4 separate regions of the Mus musculus genome follow, and regions 1, 2 and 3 are each linked to region 4. The links are chromatin contacts, called in public HiChIP or PLAC-seq maps. All regions are on one chromosome and are shown on one strand. Each heading gives the region's core, a stretch centred on a gene start, on an enhancer-like site or on the middle of the called end of the contact. The rest is flanking DNA. Distances are from core to core; before and after follow the strand shown.

Region 1 (3,051 bases), core at 179-2,678, 290 kb after region 4:
AATCATGGGTCTGAACACAGCTTCAGGATAATGATGGCATTGGGATTCTTCTCATTAAATTCAAACCACAGGGACCTGGTGCCGAGACTGATAGCTGAGATGCTTTATTTTCTTTTGGTAATTTTTTATTTTTATTTTTATTTTACACATAAGACACTTGATTAGAAGCAAAACGTTTCAAGTTTGTGTTTAATTTTTTAAAAAAAAAGAAATTTTTTCAATGTAAATATTTTAACCCCACTTTGAAGTTTTAATGTACTTTTATATGTTTAAATTTCTTTTTAACTGACAAAGATGAAAGCTGTGTATGTGAATAGGGTGTAAAGTTTCAGCACATGTGCCCATTGTAGAATGCTCAGAGTAAACACTTCTATCTCCTTAAGATGTCATTATTTCTTTATGTAAAAAACACATTCTTTTAGCTTTCTGAAATGGACTTGTACACTCTGTTACAGTCACCGAAAATTTCCGGCTTTGAGCTAACTAAAAGTTAGTACCTGTTGATTGTAATACATTTCAAATTATAATCAGAATAGCTTATAGATCCAAAAAATATGCCCTGTCATCTCCTTCCTTTCTCCAACTATTATAATGGGACTCCCTTCTCAAGCTCTTGCTCTGTGCGTGTCTTCATGCAATTATAAGTATTGCCTAAGATTCAAAGAGGAGTCTTTTTAATTCGATGGAGCAACATGCAAATGAAGACCGAGTCCTTCTACCTAGTTCAGGAAATCACGCTGTGCTGACAAGAATCAGAAAAAGACTGTTTTCTGCAGTCACTATGATCTTTCAACTTCTCAAACTTAGGTGGTGATCTTAAACACCCTTGTATTACAGGTCTTAAGAAATAATTGTGTCTGTTCATGCGGAGCTGTATGTAGCCACGGCTCTCGTGTGCAGAAACTTTCTGACTTTGTAAATATTAGATTTGACAGTGTTGCTAGGAAACACCCGGGGAAGTAAGGAGAATACAAATTATGAAGTATAAACTTTGCTGTTGCAAACAGAGCAGCCCTAAGGCACTTTCCATTGTCAAAACAGCTGTGAATACAACATTTTTTATGCGCGCCTTAAAGTTAAGAAGCAACTCCTTAAAACGAAGTAATTGTTTTCTGTTTCATTTTCCAACTTCTTTTCTCTCTCTGAGAGCGGAGCTGCTTAAAGTCACCGGGACAGTGTCTATTCCCTGGTTCCCTGTTTACTTCTTCTGGATTGGCTAAGCCCCTCTTTAAGAGTATGCTTTGTTCTGGGAAATGCTTTGGATCCATTGAGCAACCCACAGGCTACTGTTAAAAAAAAAAAAAAAAAAAAAGAGCTGAGTAATGTTGGCGCTTTCTCAAGCTGGAGTTTTCTCATGTGGCTGATGCAAACCTGGAGAATTTGCATCATCATGCAGCCCAGTAAGTTGGTGTGACAGGCGGTTGCTTAAATACGGAGCCTTCCACGAGGAAGCTGAGCTGGTGTGTAATGATAGGGCAGCAGCCGCGGCTGCAGCTAACTGACTGCCCCTGGAGCCGGTGCCACACAGGTGCTCCGAGGAGCAAGAGGAGTAATTATAGAGCCAGCGAAGGCTGAAACACACCTCTGAGTTCTCACCTGTGGACACAATAGTGTAGAGCCAGTCGGTGATAGCAAAGGGGAAGTCACGACCGAACAGTGATCAGTCACTTCTTAGAGAAACAAGTTAAAAGGGTTTGTTTTGTTTTGTTTTATTTTGTCTTGTTTTGTTTTTCCCCCTCTGTTTTCTTTTTCATCCCCCTCCTCTGGTGTGACACTGCCATGGTCAGAAAGCCAGTTGTGGCCACCATCTCCAAAGGAGGTTACCTGCAGGGCAATATGAGCGGGAGGCTGCCCTCCATGGGGGACCAAGAGCCACCTGGGCAGGAGAAGGTAGTTCTGAAAAAGAAGATCACTTTGCTGAGGGGGGTCTCCATCATCATCGGCACCGTCATCGGATCAGGCATCTTCATCTCCCCCAAGGGCATACTCCAGAACACGGGCAGCGTGGGCATGTCCCTGGTTTTCTGGTCTGCCTGTGGAGTACTGTCACTTTTTGGTGAGTGCGCTTCTTCTCTGGGGTGTGAGTGTGTGTAGCTGTGTGGCTCTCTGGGAGAGCGAAGGGTTATTTCTGAGGAGTAAATGAATGGGCAAATACTACAGGAAATATTTGGAATTTTTGTTGTTGTTGTTGTTCAGGTATGTGCACTACCCAAACACACTGTCCACTGTTGGCACAAGACTGAACCCTCTCAGATTCCTTCCTGCAGGCTATACTCTGCTTTCCTGCCTGAGACAGACTCTGGCAGCTTTTTTTTTTTTTTTTTCTGGTTTGCTGAGAGAAGGAAAAAAAAAAAAAAAAACAAAAAACAAAAAAACAAAAAACAAAAAAAACCTAACTTTGATGACCCAAAAAACCAAGCCTTCCTTCCGTGCAGAGGGCTTGGGTTTGTGAGTCTTGTTTAGAGCATAGTTCTGGCAGCTGGCTCGCTGGAAGAAACACCTGTGCGGTGCAGCCAGTGTGGCCTATTTACACGCGGAACTGAACGTTCGGAACACTGTCACGGGCCTTTTACTTGCTAAACAAATGGGTGGCATTCTCTGCCTTTTTTAATATTTTAAATTCGTAGGCTTGTCCGTTTCTAATACTATGCTTTCAGAAGTCCTTGGGAAGATATGTGTTTGATGTGTCTCCTCCGTCTCCATAAATGGGGCAAAGGTTTCAACTTTTTTCCCCTTGTTTTTTTTTTTTTTCTTTTTCCTTCTTACTGCCTTTAAGGACATTTCTCATAATTTCTCGTTATTTGTTTGCAAGCTTCACTTGGGTGTCAGTCTTCCCTCCTTGCCTGGATCTGTTTTCTTCATCTGTATTTTACTAGGTCTCTGGGGAAACAGATACTTTCTCTGCCCATTCAATGAAGTTCATCTAACCTGAACTGGTATTACTGTGCTTATTATTTTTTTCTCTTTAAAATGTACGTTTCTCTGATGGGATTGAGGGTTAATATTGCAAAGGAAATAATTGCTCCTTGATCAGGAGGGCAAATCAACATA
Region 2 (2,809 bases), core at 138-2,637, 420 kb before region 4:
AACAAGGCCTTCCCAGTATCTTTAATGTCAGAGACACTTTGTATTCTAAGATAACTTAAGACCCAACAGGTCAGAAGGAAAAAAACGGTAGGCAGTTAGATTGATTTCTCACCCTATGGGAAATGCATAAGGCTGGAACCAAGCCTTTTCTCCTCTTAGCAGCAAATAGTAGTTTGTAGCCAGGCAGTGGTGGCACCCGCCTTTAATCCCAGCACTTGAGAGCCAAAGGCTAGTAGATCTCTGAGTTAGAGGTAAGTTTGCTCTACAGAGACAGTTTCAGAACAGCTAGGGAGGGCTACAGATACAATTTGCAAAACTCATGAAGCTCAAGAAGATGGAAGACCAAAGTGTGGATACTTTGTTCCTTCTTAGAAGGGGGAACAAAATACCCATGGAAGGAGTTACAGAGACAAAGTTCGGAGCTGAGAGGGCAGGAAGGACCATACAGAGACTGCCCCACCCTGGAATCCACCCCATTATACAACTACCAAACCCAGATACTATTGCAGATGCCAACAAGATTTTGCTGACAGGACCCTGATATAGTTGTTTCCTGTGAGGCTATGCCAGTGCCTGGCAAATACTGAAGTGGATGCTCACAGTCATCTATTGGATGGAACACAGGGTCCCCAATGAGGAGCTAGAGAAAGTACCCAAGGAGCTGAAGGGCTTTGCAGCCCTATAAAAGGAACAACAATATGAACTAACCAGTACCCTCAGAGCTTGTGTCTCTAGCTGTATCTGTAGCAAAGGATGGCCTAGTTGGCCATCAATGGGAGGAGAGACCCTTGGTCTGGCAAGGATCATATGCCCCAGTATAGGGGAATGCCAGGGTCAGGAAGTGGGAGTGGGTGGCTTGGGGGAGCAGTGGGGAGTGGGAGGGGGGGAAGGAGGGTATAGGGGATTTTGGGAGAGGAAACTAGGAAAGGGGATTTCATCTGAAATGTAATGAAGAAAACATTTAATTAAAAAAGAAAGAGAGAAAGGAAGGAAGGAAGGAAGAAAGAAAGAAAGAAAGAAAGAAAGAAAGAAAGAAAGAAAGTGTCTCCTTGGCCAGCTGAAGGAGGAGAAAGGTTTCAGAAAATGCCAGGTAGAAGATGCCAGAGGAGCCTATCTGCCTGTGTGGGGGTCTCTCCCATGTTAACAGCACCTTCTAGAGTTCTGGGAAATGAGGCCGAGAGGCTCCAAGTGGTGACCTTGGGTGGGTGACAGTGCTCAGGCAGCTGCTGAGCTTGATTGAAGGAGCTGTTAGTTTCCAGTCGCCTCTTGGAGAGCATCCATCTTCATCCCCACCCCTGACTCCAAAAGGGCAAAGCCTGCTGAGAGCTCCGAGGCTCAGGACTCAGGTTGTTCGAGTCATTTGCTGCAATGTTGATCCTGTCCTCTCTGTGTACTTTGCCAGCTTGAAACGAAACAGCGCTGCTATGGAAACCGCAAACACCAGGCAATCCTGGCCCCTGCACTTGGCAGCCCAGCCAGGGAGAGATAATGGCTTCTGTTGTTATCTATTGGACGCTGATGCTCAGCCGGTTTTACCCTCAGGGCCCTGACTAGGGATGGGCTGACACTGTACCATAAGTGCTCTCTTGTCTGTTCCCTAGGCTCCTGATGCAGGCTAAGATAACCAGTGCAGCCAGGGTACCCTTCATTATCCCGGTGACAGCCCCGTGTTTTACACTTCCCTGCCGTCTGTGGTCCCTCATCTCAGGTTACTCTGAAGGCTTAAAACCATCCTCTGAACTGCTTGGCAGGCCTACATCCTGTTTTCCAGAACTAATGGACACAGTTTCGGATCACGTGCTTCATTTGTGGGTTGGGAAAGGCAGCAACGCCCCCTAGCGGAGCATTTTGTCGTGCTCAGAGCAGGTGGCTGGGCAACTTGGTCCTTGGAATGAATATGAATGACAGCCATCTGAAAACACATTTAGTGTGAAAAAGCAAAAGACTATTAAAACCTGTTTGTTGGCTGCAACATTTAATAAGAGGTCAGTTTGCTATATGCAACGTCAACAATGATGACGGGAGGAAGTAAAGTCGTAGGTTGGGTAGTCAGAGGCCTTTCACCTCCCCCTGAGCTGCCAGGTTAAATCAAACATGACCTAGCAGGCAGGAGGCGTGGGCAAACACAGCTGTGTTTAGAATGCGCTGATGTCTTGGTCTGTTTTTCCAATATTTGTGCTTTGGAAAGAGCTTTCTGCTTGAAATGAGCTTCTCCTGCGTTTGGAACTTCTACGCATGGGAGGAGAAAACCATGCCACCTCTGTTTCCCAGATATCTCAGGGTCTTTCTCGCCCTCCTGAAACAGGCTATTTTTCTCAGTAACGTCCATTTTCTGCGGTTTGAAACTGCTCTTTTCTGGAAGAGATAATCGTGGGGAAAAAAAAATCTTCTAACCCATTTGCTTGCAAATGGCAAGAAATGTTTGATATTCTTGAAGTTCTTGCCACATAAAGCAGGGTGATTTTCAAATTCTATTTGATCCTTCTGAAAGCTAGCTAGCCTTGTTCTCTGAAAAATTGTAGCACAGGCACAGAAAAATGCCTCTAATTTCTGCCTATTACTTCTTCTTCTTTTTCTTTTTTTGTCTTTTTCTGTAGGATGTTGCTCTCAAGGATATGTGGAAGAGAGACGTGAGTCAGGCCTTTGCCATTAATGGTTGTCCCTTGCCCCAGAGGGAAAGCCAGCAATGTGGTATCGTGCTATGAAGATAGTGGGATAGATACTTACATGTGGTGAATGAAAAGCTCCGGGAAGGTCTTGGCATAACCGAGTTAGTCAAGTTATGAGTCATTAGTCAATGGCTCAGTTT
Region 3 (2,983 bases), core at 257-2,756, 350 kb after region 4:
ATGCCAAATTTATGTATTGAAATATTAAATAGAGAGTTGAAACATGAACCACGTAGAAGGTTCCAGAGCATGGGAGAGTAGGTGGGTGGATTTTTTGTTTTTGTTTTTTATGTTTGTTTGTTTTTTAAATGACTGAATTGTTTGCCATCATGTCCAGCTATACAACTCAAACAGAAGAGCGCATCCCTCGAGGACACTGAGTTCTAGGTCCTTGTAGCAGAGATAGCAGACTTGATTCATAACAGTCTTGGAAGACTTTGTTCATGTTATGAAACAACCTTGGACCATCCTAAATTCAAGTGATCAGGGCACTACTCTGGTTATCTGAGAATCAAAACTTCCTTAACTTTGATGTTTCTTTGACCTGCTAAAGCGTCAAGCGAGGTTTACTCACTCTGATTTTACAGCAATAGCTCCTGGTTAAATTGAACTCCTGGAAACTCTCCCTGGAGCTTAAGCACAACATACTTAAGAGCTTCTCCACGTGTGGTGGGTGACAGTCGGTTCGAAGTCACAGACACAGGCATGTGATGTAACAGTTATATAAAACATATGTATCTATGGACCTTGAAGTTGACATAAAATTTATCACTAAGCACCAGATATCATTGGCACAAATGTTGCTCTGGGAGTTCGAAGCACCAAGAGGGCTGGGTTTGGCTTCCAGCTCTCCACGCACTGCTTCTGTGACCTTGTTCCATGTCACTGAACTCTGTGAGCCTTGGCTTCTCTGCCCAGAAGAATATAGAAGTTAACTCTTACAGTTGTGAATTTTATTTATTTTTATGTATCATTCCACATAGATCTGAAATGCCACACTTCCACTTCAATATCAATGGTCTTTGTTGGGCGGGGGCGGGTGGGGGGGACTGGAGGCTATACAGATTTCTAAAAGAGGAAATCTCTACCCATCACCTTTGAAAAGTGAGCCATCACCCATAACAACCAGAAATGGAAAGGAGCTCCCAAGCAGTCATTTCAGAGTTCCAGGTCAGTAGCCTCAAAGAATGAAACATTCTCCTGGGTGTGTGGGCCTGGCTAGAGATGCCAATTTAAATTAAGCAGTGGGGAGACTAAGATGATTTTGACGACAATTTTCAACTAATAAAAATATCAGGTACACATACTTATTGCCCGTTGATCGGAAAAAAGCAGACGAGATGGTGGAAGGCTCTTGAGGATGAAGGAACTCTTCTCAGTAGACTTGTGTTTTGTTCATCATTGACATGTTCGAATACCCGAGAGAGCGGAGGGCTTACGGATGCGCGCTGTTCAAACTTACCACAACGCTGAAGCTGCTGTTTAGGACTGATGGCCAACTCTCAGTAATTTAGAAGCTTTGATATACCCACGGCCTCTCCTCTCTTTCCTCTAATCAATTTCGTTTCCTGTGCTGCTGGCCTTCCTCTTGGGTTTCTAACCACGCTTATCTGCCCTCTGCATCTAAAGCCTCCAGGAAGATCGCTCTGATGTGGCCTAATAGCTTTTATCGGCTCACCCGGAGGTTCTTGTGCTTTGATACTTGTAACCAGGACTTAACCACACGGTGCCCAGCCCCGATCAGGTCAGCTGCTCGCCTTTGTGAAGGATGTTATTTATGCCAAGGCAACCACAAAAATCTGCCCCACCCCCACCCCTTCCCACAAAGTGGAAAGGAACCTGAGGACAGTCAGCAATGCTAGTGACTCTGGAGCCACAGTGTCTCCAGTTCCTGTGGCTTTGTTTGAACTAATTAGAGAGAATCACGGTATAGTGTGCTCCGGATCACAACCTTTCTCTTTTTGTACTCTTATTTCAGGTGCTGCGATTACCCCCCCCCCCCCCAGAGAGCTATCAAAGCACTTTTCTTAATAACTCATTACAACTTATTTGACAAGCACACTGATGCTTCTCCCTTTTATATACAGACACATCTGGAGAAATTCATCAAGTGAACATTTTCCTTTTAAACAACAACAACAACAACAATAATAATAAATGATGAGACCATTCTCCTGGCATTACCAATTGGGCTCTACAGAAACGTGCTAAAAAAAATAAAATCTCTGAATTTTTTTCCCTCCATTTCCAGCAAACCTGTGAGAAATGTACTCTTGATAAAACCTTTTCAGCTAGCTTACTTAATATTCTACGGTTTAATTTTCACAAACATTAGTAGAGCTCAGGAAGCCGTATATGCTTCAGGATTAAAATGCCTTGATTTCAAGTTAGGTCATGCACACATCCAAATCCCGCTTCTACTTTCCAGCATGGGTATCCTTGGACAGGTGCTTAAACCCCAAAGACTTCATTCCTTCATAAATAAAACAGCGCTTATATTTCCAGCTCACAGGATTTTCCAAGGATAAAGTGAGGCAGATATGTAAAATGCTTAACAGAACATTGTGTGTGTGTGTGTGGGGGGGGGGGGGGGCGGGGCGGTGGTGGTGGGCGGAGCAGCCCAATGGCTGGACCAGCTGTTGCTTTGTTTGGTAGTGGCACAGTGAGAAAGCAGGGCTAACCTAGAAGGCTACGTTGGCTAAGCCTGCCCTCTGCTAAGATACTGAAAGCCCCATTGAGGCCCACTCAACCCAAGAAAGGCATGGAGGCTGGCTTCAAGGGCTAGGGGGAGGAGGCTCAGTTCTATGCTGGAGGACCATACTCTCAAGTTTCACATGCATTTCTCTGTTATTTTTTTCAGAATTATATAGTGTGATCTTACTTTTATTATTATTTTTTTTTCTTGCTCAAGTTAGTCATCACACTGTGCTGAGCAAGGCCAATTCAGCTTTTATTAATAGAACCTTGACATACCTTAGTCAACCGTGTGCTTGAAAGAAATGGAGGGTCTGTTTTACCCTTTCTCTGTGTATCCATCTTTCTTTACAGAAAGTGCGTACTCTCCAGGTGGGGCTACTATGCAGGCGGAAAGATCCCAAGTTCAAAATAATTCAGTGAACTGGCTAAGAATGGGCAAGCCTCAGTCTTCCTTCTTACCCCTCTG
Region 4 (2,802 bases), core at 266-2,765:
CTGTGACTTCTACACATGCACAGTGGCACCCAAGGAGTGGCACACATCTTACACCCCCACATACACTAACACACAATGGAAATAAACATATAGCAGAAGAAAAAAAGGCCAATACAAAAAGCCTTTCATTTCCAAAGCATTTGAGGGAAAGCTGGCTATCTGACAATTGGTTGCTGCCCCAGGATTGCAGTATGTATTTCCTCTCTCTTCTCTCTCTCTCTCTCTCTCTCTCTCTCTCTCTCTCTCTCTCTCTCTCTCTCTCTCTCTCTCCCTCTCTCTCCTCTCTCTCTCTCTCTCTCTCTCTCTCTCTCTCTCCCTCTCTCTCTCTCTCCCTCTCTCCTTCTCTCCTCTCTCTCTCTCTCCCTCTCTCCTTCTCTCCCTCCCTCCCTCTCTCTCTCCCTCTCTCCTCTCCCTCCCTCTCTCTCCCTCTCTCCTTCTCTCCCTCCCTCCCTCTCTCTCTCTCTCTCCCTCTCTCCTTCTCTCCCTCCCTCCCTCCCTCCCTCCCTCTCTCTCTCCCTCTCTCCTTCTCTCTCTCTCTCCCTCTCTCCTTCTCTCCCTCCCTCCCTCTCTCTCTCTCCCTCTCTCCTTCTCTCTCTCTCTCTCTCTCTCTCTCTCTCTCTCTTTCTGTGACTGAACAAGACATTTATTTGGTTTAACATTTTCAGAGGGATTAGGTCCATCGTGGCTGATAGCTGTAGTAGAAAATAGCAGGTATGGTGGCAGAAACTGGAACAATATCTTCCTCTTTTTTCCCTTTATTTTTTCACTCTACATCCTGCTTACTGCCCCCTACTGTCACTCTCTTCCTCCATCTCTCCTACCTTCCTTCTCTGAGTGAGTGGGGGTCCCCTTGGGTGTCACTCCCACCCCCACCCCCAGCAAAGCTAGGTGCTTTCTCTCCCACTAAGTCCAGACAAGGCAGTCCAGCTAGAAGAATGTATCCCACATAGAGGCAACAGCTTTTAGAATAGCCCACATTCTAGTTGATTGGGACCCACATGAAGACCAAGCTGCTACATACATGCAGGGAGGCATAGGTCTAGCCCGTGTATGTTCTTTGGTTGGTGGTTCAGACTCTGAGAGCCCCACAGGTCCTGCTTAGTTGACTTTGTCAGTCTTGTGGAGTTCCTATAATGATTCACTGACCACAGTCCTTCCTCCTATTCTTCTATAAGAGTCCCCAAGCTCCATCCACTGTTTGGCTGTGAGTGTCTGTATCTGTCTGAGTCATCTGCTGGGTAGAGCTCTCAGAGGACAAAATGTTCCTGTCTGTAAACATAACATAGTATATTTAATACTGTTAGGGATTAGTGCTTCCTCATGGAATGGGACTCAAGTTGGGCCAGTTATTGGCTGGCTATTTCCTCAGTGTCTGCTCCATCTCCCATGCCTGCATTTCTTGTAGGCAGAATAAATTTTGGGCTGAAAGTTTTGTGGCTTTGTTGGTGTCTCTGTAGTGCCACTGGGGTTCCTGCCTGGCTACAGGAGGTGGCCTCTTCAGGTTCCACTTCCCCAGTGTAGTGAGTCACAGCTAAGGTCGCCCCCATTGATTCTTAGGCACCCCCCTTATCTCAGGTCTCTGTCTTGTCCTAGAGATGTTCCCCATCTCCTTATCCCTGTCAGTTGCACATTTCCATTCATTTTCATGGCCATCTAGTCATCTCTCCTGTCTTTCCCCATGCCTGATCCTGAATCTCCCAATCTCCTGCCTACCCCTCCTTCCTCACAGTTTCCTTCCTCTGTCTCTTATGACTATTTTACTCTCCCTTCTAAGTGAGATGCAAGCTTCCTCACTTGAACCTTCCTTCTTGTTTAGCTTCTTTGGGTCTACGTAGTGTAACATGGTATATATATATTTTATGGCTAATATCCACTTGTAAGTGATTTAAAAATGGGGTAGAGAACTAAACAGAGAATTCTCAACAGAAGAATTTCAAATGGCTGAGAAGCACATAAAGAAATGTTTAAGTTCTTAGTCACTGGGAAATGTAAAATCAGAACAACTCTGCAATTTCATCTTACACACCCACCAGAATGGCTAAGATTAAAAAAATAATAATAATCAAGAGATGACACATGCAGGCAAGGATGTGGAACAAGGGGAATACTTCATTGTTGGTGGGAATGCAAGTTTGCACAACCACTTTGGAAATCAGTTTGGCGGTTTCTCAGAAAACGGAATAGTTCTACCTCAAGACCCAGATATACCACTCCAGGGCATATACCCAAAAGATGCTCCACCATCCCACAAGGACACTTGCTCAACTATGTTCATAGCAGCTTTATTCTTAATAACCAGAAACTGGAAACAACCTAGATGTCCCTCAACTGAAGAATGGGTAAAGAAAATGTGGTACAGCTACACAATGGAATACTACTATTCAGCTATTAAAACCAAAGACATCATGAATTTTGCAGAAAAATAGATAGAACTGGGGAATATCACCACGAGTAAGATAACCCAGTCCTAGAAGGACACACATGGTATGTATTTCTTAAGAAGAGTGTCTCCTTCATTACCACGCTCCGAGTACCAGTAGCATAAATTACCATCTATACTGCTGTCCTCATGACCAGACCCCTTGCTAACCTTTATAGACAACTAGTTAGCTCAGAATTCTATGCTACACTTAGTTCTCACACATTTTTTATTTCCTTTAATCTTGAATTGTTGCTTAAACTTCGTTTTGGCTTTCTTGACCTTGCTATTTTAAAGATTGAGGGATGTTTGTTTTGTAGAATGCCCTATGTCTGGTTTTGTTTGACCTTTCTGGTGATGCAGGCTATGTGACCTCACCAAAG

What was found. HiChIP or PLAC-seq counts read pairs in DNA pulled down with a chosen protein or histone mark.
Region 1: a contact with region 4 is called in a FOXA1 HiChIP or PLAC-seq map of pancreatic cancer cells. The contact joins the promoter of Slc7a11 here to the enhancer-like site in region 4. A contact is called at or near these places in 1 of 484 Hi-C or Micro-C datasets (bone marrow-derived macrophages), 5 of 115 datasets of contacts at active chromatin or transcription factors (the SCID.adh cell line, acute myeloid leukemia, astrocytes and 2 more) and 1 of 9 other capture datasets (macrophages).
Region 2: a FOXA1 HiChIP or PLAC-seq map of pancreatic cancer cells shows a contact between it and region 4. The contact joins two enhancer-like sites. A contact is called at or near these places in 1 of 484 Hi-C or Micro-C datasets (tail fibroblasts) and 1 of 115 datasets of contacts at active chromatin or transcription factors (pancreatic cancer cells).
Region 3: a contact with region 4 is called in an HNF4G HiChIP or PLAC-seq map of pancreatic cancer cells. The contact joins two enhancer-like sites. A contact is called at or near these places in 4 of 115 datasets of contacts at active chromatin or transcription factors (bone marrow-derived macrophages, embryonic hindbrain, neural progenitor cells and 1 more).

What each region holds. Positions count from the first base shown.
Region 1 is chr3:50,441,990-50,445,040 of GRCm38.p6, reverse strand. Slc7a11 (solute carrier family 7 (cationic amino acid transporter, y+ system), member 11) reads left to right here and starts at 1,428. Exons shown (of 12, transcript NM_011990.2): 1 at 1,428-2,056. The coding sequence starts at 1,780.
Region 2 is chr3:51,155,844-51,158,652 of GRCm38.p6, reverse strand. No RefSeq gene overlaps it. Among named protein-coding and RNA genes, the nearest start is that of Gm35891, 28 kb to the right of the region's middle. Within about 2 kb of position 1,387, at least 170 of the 459 cell types and tissues checked have an H3K27ac peak or open chromatin away from gene starts, as enhancers often do. A contact at or near this core is called in pancreatic cancer cells, where this site is marked.
Region 3 is chr3:50,387,019-50,390,001 of GRCm38.p6, reverse strand. The region is part of intron 6 of Slc7a11 (solute carrier family 7 (cationic amino acid transporter, y+ system), member 11); the gene reads left to right. Among named protein-coding and RNA genes, the nearest start is that of Slc7a11, 55 kb to the left of the region's middle. Within about 2 kb of position 1,506, at least 19 of the 459 cell types and tissues checked have an H3K27ac peak or open chromatin away from gene starts, as enhancers often do. A contact at or near this core is called in pancreatic cancer cells, where this site is marked.
Region 4 is chr3:50,735,809-50,738,610 of GRCm38.p6, reverse strand. No RefSeq gene overlaps it. Among named protein-coding and RNA genes, the nearest start is that of Gm40043, 25 kb to the right of the region's middle. Within about 2 kb of position 1,515, at least 21 of the 459 cell types and tissues checked have an H3K27ac peak or open chromatin away from gene starts, as enhancers often do. A contact at or near this core is called in bone marrow-derived macrophages and pancreatic cancer cells, where this site is marked.